Regions from separate parts of the Zea mays genome. Here region 2 is linked to region 1. A link is a contact called in public Hi-C data. All regions are on one chromosome and are shown on one strand. The core of a region is the stretch at or near the end of the contact, and the rest is flanking DNA. Distances in the headings are between cores, read along the strand shown. Region 1 holds the start of LOC100275614 (protein LNK2). Region 2 holds the start of LOC103635221 (RAB11-binding protein RELCH homolog).

The links. Hi-C and Micro-C count contacts between places; a contact is called where the count stands out from the background.
Region 2: a Hi-C map of tassel shows a contact between it and region 1, with 2.4 times the contacts expected there. The contact joins the promoter of LOC103635221 here to the promoter of LOC100275614 in region 1. A contact is called at or near these places in 3 of 25 Hi-C or Micro-C datasets (ear, endosperm and tassel).

The regions. Positions count from the first base shown.
Region 1 is chr8:56,933,740-56,937,155 of Zm-B73-REFERENCE-NAM-5.0, forward strand. It overlaps LOC100275614 (protein LNK2), which reads right to left and starts at 1,321. Exons shown (of 10, transcript XM_020541989.3): 1 at 1,067-1,321. The coding sequence starts at 1,096.
Region 2 is chr8:57,174,444-57,177,493 of Zm-B73-REFERENCE-NAM-5.0, forward strand. It overlaps LOC103635221 (RAB11-binding protein RELCH homolog), which reads left to right and starts at 1,313. Exons shown (of 20, transcript XM_008657737.4): 1 at 1,313-1,793. The coding sequence starts at 1,568.

The DNA.
Region 1 (3,416 bases), core at 71-2,570:
AAATACTAAAATCAACAGAGTAGAACATTGCCAACTGAGTGGCATGCACCAAAATGAGCAGGGAAAATAAGAAAATTTGCCTTTGTGGTTTACTACATACCAGTTTGCAGTTCACATCAGAAGCTATCAGCAAAACCATCAAATTCATTAAAACATGTACTGGCTCATTTCAGTACCTTTTTTCCCCAACACACTATGGAGAGAACATTCAAAGAGCCATGAAACTTATGGTGTGTTTGGTTGAGGAGCAGAGATGAATAGAACAACTCAATTCTTATTTATTTGATGTTTGGTTTCCAACGGAGGAGAGCGGAGCGGCTCCTGGAGCCTATATATGGCAAATATTTGGAATGCTCTCGCTCCACCAAAACGACCGGATGCGAGCGCTCTCGCGGACGCGGGCGCTCTACTTCCTCTCCTCCACTCCACACTCATATGTCTCTTCAACAAAACAATGAACGGAGCGGCTCGGCTCTATTCTACTCTTCAACCAAACAAAAAATGGAGCGATTATGTTCTGATCGCCAACCACATAATGAAATGGCTCAATTCCTAGAAATTGGAAATTGGAACGGAGCCGCTCCATTCCAGTTGGCTCAACCAAACGCACCCTTATAAAGACTCCCACAACTTTCTTCCAATAGATCATACAAGTCCCAATATTTCAGCACTGCTCTGGGGATTAGACAGTCTTACACGCTTGAGAAGTAGAGGCAATCTAAGCAGAATTATCCCCTAGCCATGCTTGTTACTACAGAAAGTGTCCAAAAGGCTCGCACTGCTGCAACCTGAAGGGATGCAGTCGACCTGCGTAGCAAGAATTCCACGCTTCCGCTCGCAGTCCCTTGTACCACCAAATCTCCCAACTTTAACCCCCAACGAAATCGGATAACAGCAAAATTCCTTTCCGGAACAATCACATCCGAACTAGTAAAACCTAGTGAATTAGAGCACGTGGTGCACGGAATGACGCAACGAGTTATAGAGCCCGAGCAGATCCAGTCAGGTGAGCAAGCATAACGCAAGATTCTAGACTAACACAGGAAGGGCAGACGGGAAGGGGCACCTGGTGCTGCTCGTCGTTCCAGTTAAACATCCTGCTCAGGTGGCGGCCGCCGTCGCGGTAGCCGCCCCCGAACCCGAACCCGAGCTGCGCTATCTCCCGGGTCCCAACGATCGCATCTCGGACCGCAGGAAAAGCACCCGAACTCGCCGGCACGGAGCCTCGCGCGGTCCTCTCCTCTTCCAGCTGCCTTCTGCGGCTCTCTCCACCCACCAAGAATAGTCCAGGGAAGGGAGAATGCGTGGCCGCTGCTCATTGGGCAGGCGGCTGCAGTGGGGGCGTTGGAAGCCACGTGTGCGGACGCGCATCTTGGGTAGTGGTCAAGAGGGCTCGATCAAATGCCACGCGCTGATTGGCTGCAGGGTTTTGTACCACGGGATGGATCGACTAGAATGGCGGTTGAAGCGTGGGTATCGATATGATGAATTTTATACCTGTGATAAGGGTAGAAAATTTAGCGCACGGGTCATATTAGATTGAATATCCAAAATCTTTACTACTAATTAAAGAGGTAAGGTGTAGACTGCTTTTTCTATTTCTGTCATTCTGATTCCATATCTCCACCCGTGGCATTTGTCATTCCCATCCACACCCTGTCGTTTCTCGTTTCTCATTCCCATCCACACCCTCGTCATTTCTCATTCCCACACATTCACATCCACACCCTCGTCGTTCCCCGTTCCCACACATGACTCTTCTTTGTTTCCCGTTCGTTTCTCATTCCCAAACATGTGCTCCGCACACGTGAGCAAATTTTACCAAAAAAGCTAGTTGTGTAGGGTTAAAAGCTCGCGCCCAGCCAAGACTACACAGGTTGGCGCCCAACCAAGACTACACATGTTGTATCCACACTGGCACTTATAAACAGGTGTGTGCACAGTTTAGTACCTGATGTGGCACTAAGTTTGGCTTGCAAATACGGAATACACGCTTCCTGGGAGGCCCATTTACTTGTTGTGGCCCAAACCAAAGCCCACTGTCGAAGCATGGTGGTTAGCGCCTCAACTCCCCCACCCCCCCCCCGTCGTCGCTCCCGTCGCCACAGCACGACCTCCTCGCTATCGCGTTCTCCACCCCTCCCCCACCCTCGTGTGTCGTCTCCTCGCTACCGCGTTCTCCGCCCCTCCCCCACTCTCGCGTGATGTCTCTCCCATCTGCACAACCTCCTCCTCCAGCTCTCCCTACTACCGCATTCTCCGCTTCGTGCAATCCCACACGATCTCCCTCAAAATCGCGCACTCCCTCCACTTAGATTGAGTGCCTCGATGAAGAGGATAAATACGGGCTCGTCGTATACAGAGCAGGGTGAGCAGACGCATGACAGAGCGAGTGCGTGGAAGATAGCTCGCGTTTGTGGAAGAAGAGATAGGGAACGAATTCGGCGAGGTTGACGCCGCCACCTAGCCGACACACACAAGCAGCAACCGCCGAGAGAGGGAATTGCTTCAGGAAGGTGTGTTTTTTCTGTAAGGCCTGTTTTCTCTATTATATATAACGTTGCGCAGTTCTCTTGCAATTAGTTGTTCAGCAAAAAATGCTGCCAGCTGCTTAACACCCAGCCCCACAAACTTGGTTGTTCTTTGTGTGCAAAGTCTAAAAGTCTAAAATACAACAAGTGTGGCTGACAGTATTTTAACTTTACCGTATAGACCACACAATTGTACAAGCTTTAAATTGTATGATGTATCCCATCCCATGACATTACTAACTAAGTCTTGTGTTAATTCTCAATATTTAGGCTCAGACAATCCATCAGTATAGACTATTTGCTTCTTATGCAGTATGTAAAGTTGCACAGCTCCATAACAACTGCTAACTGGAGGTGATATTTAGGCTCAGACAATCCATCAGTATAGATTATTTGCTTCTTATGCAGTATGTAAAGTTGCACGGCTCCATAACAACTGCTAACTGGAGGTGAAAGTTTGAGAAGACACTAAGATAACATTTTAGGAAGAAAACAGGAAGATGCAGTTTAACTAAGTTGATTTTAGGCTCAGGCAATCCATCAGTTAGTAATACATTTGCAAGGCTTTGACTGAATTAAACCCAGCAACAGGCTACCTATGAATGTCCCACATATAAAATTTTGCACTGTGCAACTGTATATACATAGCTTAACATTGCCAAAACGTCGTATTCAGTAAGGTCTTGCCAACTCCAATCCTAGAAAAGCTGCAAAGGTTACCACAGAATGGAATTAGATCAACAATAACCATAGGGTCACAGCTAGAAAACATATTTTTGTTGCTTAAATCACAATAGGCAGACAATCTGTACAATCTCATCAAATTTATAACAAGCAGATCTATTTTTTCGTTAATGGCTTCAATCTTTCGATCACTTTTCTTGA
Region 2 (3,050 bases), core at 63-2,562, 240 kb after region 1:
CCTCTGTCGATGATTGCGTTGTATGAGTATTTCATATCAACTATGTCAAATGTGATATCTTTTGTTCTGGTGTTGTTTACATAGCCGAAGGTTACTGGCATGCTTATTTTTCCAAGTACCACTATTTGGTTTCCCTTGAAGATACAAAGGGGATTCATGGCCTCTTGCAACCGATCATCAGGTTCTTGCATCTGCCGGAAAGCCTTTGCAAAAATAATATCTACCACACTGCACGTGTCCACTAAGACATTATGGACCATAAAGCCTTTTATGAAACACAATATCACCATGACATCATTCTGTGCATAATTCTTGAGCTGAAGGTCTTTTTCGGAGAAAGTGATTAGAATGAGACCATTTGGATCTTATGTAGGGCCCTTGGACCCAACATGTTGCACCCTTCTCTGTGTTTCTTTCTTCTGCCTCTTGTTGCTGGGCTTGAAGCACGATCCCTGTGTGATAGGGAGGATAAGCTGTCTTTTGACCTTGTGAAGAAGTACCAAGGTTGGTATTGCTTGCCATGTTCTCCTTCAAGGTTGTGAGTTCACTGAAGGTGGGTGTCAATGTTTATCACCTGTTCAGATTCTTGTGAAGAACTGAAACATGGCAACACAATTAAAGTAACAATGACTCTTTCCTTTAATCCACCATTTTGTTGGGAGATAGATTAATGGAAAAAGCCTAAATGGTCGATAACTAAGAAGAAAACTTATGTATAAGAACATCACATATAAATCGCTATGCTAGTTATATTTTCTTTATTCCTTCTTCTTGGTTACAAAAGATTATAATAGTACATTCGATAATTCAGACAATGATCTGAAGGTAGAAAAGCGTTTTAGTTGCGATTATGTGAGAGACGTGATTGCTCAACTTGCTCCCTTTGCATAGCACTGTACCTTTATTTATAGTGGTGGTCTGATATACAACTTCATATGAAAATACACCTATAACCTTTTAACCATATACATATGAGCTACGAAACCTACTATCTCCCTACTGCTATTCTAGACCCGCCGAAGAGCTTCGACTCTCTGCCAATGCTGAAGTCTTTATTTTTGACTAACAACCTTCTGTTGAGACATACTATGATGAAGATTAATCTAAAAATAAATTATAAAATAACTTTAAATTAACAATCTAAAAATAAATTATAAAAATAACTTTAAATTGTTAATGTGAGAACCTTCGGCTAAAACACACCCCAAATATATGCATAGTTAAAACTGTAGTTTTTCTATTTTAAAGACTTTTTCCCCTTAAATTATGGTTTGCATATAAAGTCGATCCTGAAACCGTTCTTTTCCTTTTTTTAGTTCAGCAAATACGGACCTTCCGGTGACGACGGCATGACACAGGCAGGCAGCGTGCTGGTTACACGGCGTCCGAATCAGCAGTTACCCGCGTCTCTAGTCTGTACTTTCCAGGCCATCGTCTCCTTCCCCTTCTTTCACCGGCCTCGAGTCACACGCGTGAGATCTGTGCCTTCCGCCGCGGCCACATGCCACACAACGACGCCCGGCGAGCTTCACCGCGATAGAGGTAGGCCCGCCCGATACCAAGGAGGATGGCGGCAGTGGGCGTTGGTGCAGCGGACGAGCGGTGGGCTTCGTTGTGCAACTGCGTGGTGAACTTCTTGCTGGAGGAGCGGTATCACCTCACGGCGCTAGAGCTATTGCAGGAGCTCCAGGAGGACGGCCGCTCCGCGCACGCCCTCCGCCTCCGCGCTTTCTTCTCCGACCCAGCGCTTTTCCCGCCCGATCTCGTCGCCCGCTCATCCTCTGCGCCGCCCGGTACGCTCCATGCCTCCTCCCCCCATCCAAACTCAACTCGCACCCCGCGGCTCTCTGGCTGGATCTCACGGGGCCGTGCTAACCAGGTCTATTTATAATAATTGCTACTAATAAATTGCGCCCAAATTCGTCTCTTGACAAGCTGGCCCTCCCATCTCTTCTTCCCGTAATCCGATTTGGAATGAACTCTGTTCCTTTTACCTTGGGTGGTCTTGCATTGGTGATCGTACAGATCGAACAACTTTAAGTTGGTGTGTGTTTAGTGGCACTCAACTGGCATTTTCACGGACATTTGGTTGGAATATGCACAGCTATTATCTGTAGTGCTGTACATGTGCATATTAACTTCCCTCCGTTTTTGAATAATTGACAATAAGGTCCATTTGGTTCACATATTTATAACTGTTGACGCTTTTTTGGAGCGCCAAATACTCAAGAAGAACCGGCGGCGGTGCTCTCTGGTCAGGCGCGGACGGTCCGCGGCCTGGAGCCGGACGGTCCGCGACCTGGCGCAGGGGCTAGGTTTTCCTGCCTGACGGCCGGACGGTCCGCGCCCTGGGGCCGGACGGTCCGCGCGTGTGCAGGGGCGGCGGAAGATCGCCGGCGACGCCTGGATCTCGCTCCCGGGAGGGACCCCGTCGGGGAGGAGAGATCCTAGGGGTTGTCTAGGCTCGGGCCGGCCGACCTAGACTCCTCTAATCGGCGTAGAGTCGAAGAGAGGCGAAGAATTTGGGGATTGAGAGGCTAAACTAGAACTAAACTAGAACTACTCCTACTTGTACTAGAAATAAATGCGAATAGAAGTTGTATTGATTCGATTGTTGATGATTACAAATCGGCCGTAGACCTCTCTATTTATAGAGGAGGGGGGCTGGACCCTTTACACAACTGATTCCGAGCTAATCCCGCGAATATAGCTAACAACCGTAGCAAAAAACTCGGAACCCTAATCTGTTCTGCGCACGCGCGGACCGTCCGGCCCACAGGCGCGGACCGTCCGGACCGCGGACCGTCCGGCCTCAGGGCCGGACCGTCCGGTCCCTCAATATGGTGCTCAACATATGCCCCCCTGCCTTTTGGTGGAGCTGAGCAAACCAAAAGCAACTAACTCGATGTGATTACATCGGTTCTCTTAGGCATCCTGCCACATACTAGGATGGTACTGTTTGAGGAAACGCCCATTCAAAGCCTTAGGCAAGTCCTTGCCTTGTAATGTTTGTAGCAAATAGGCGTTGCCAGACATCACCTGTTTTACTT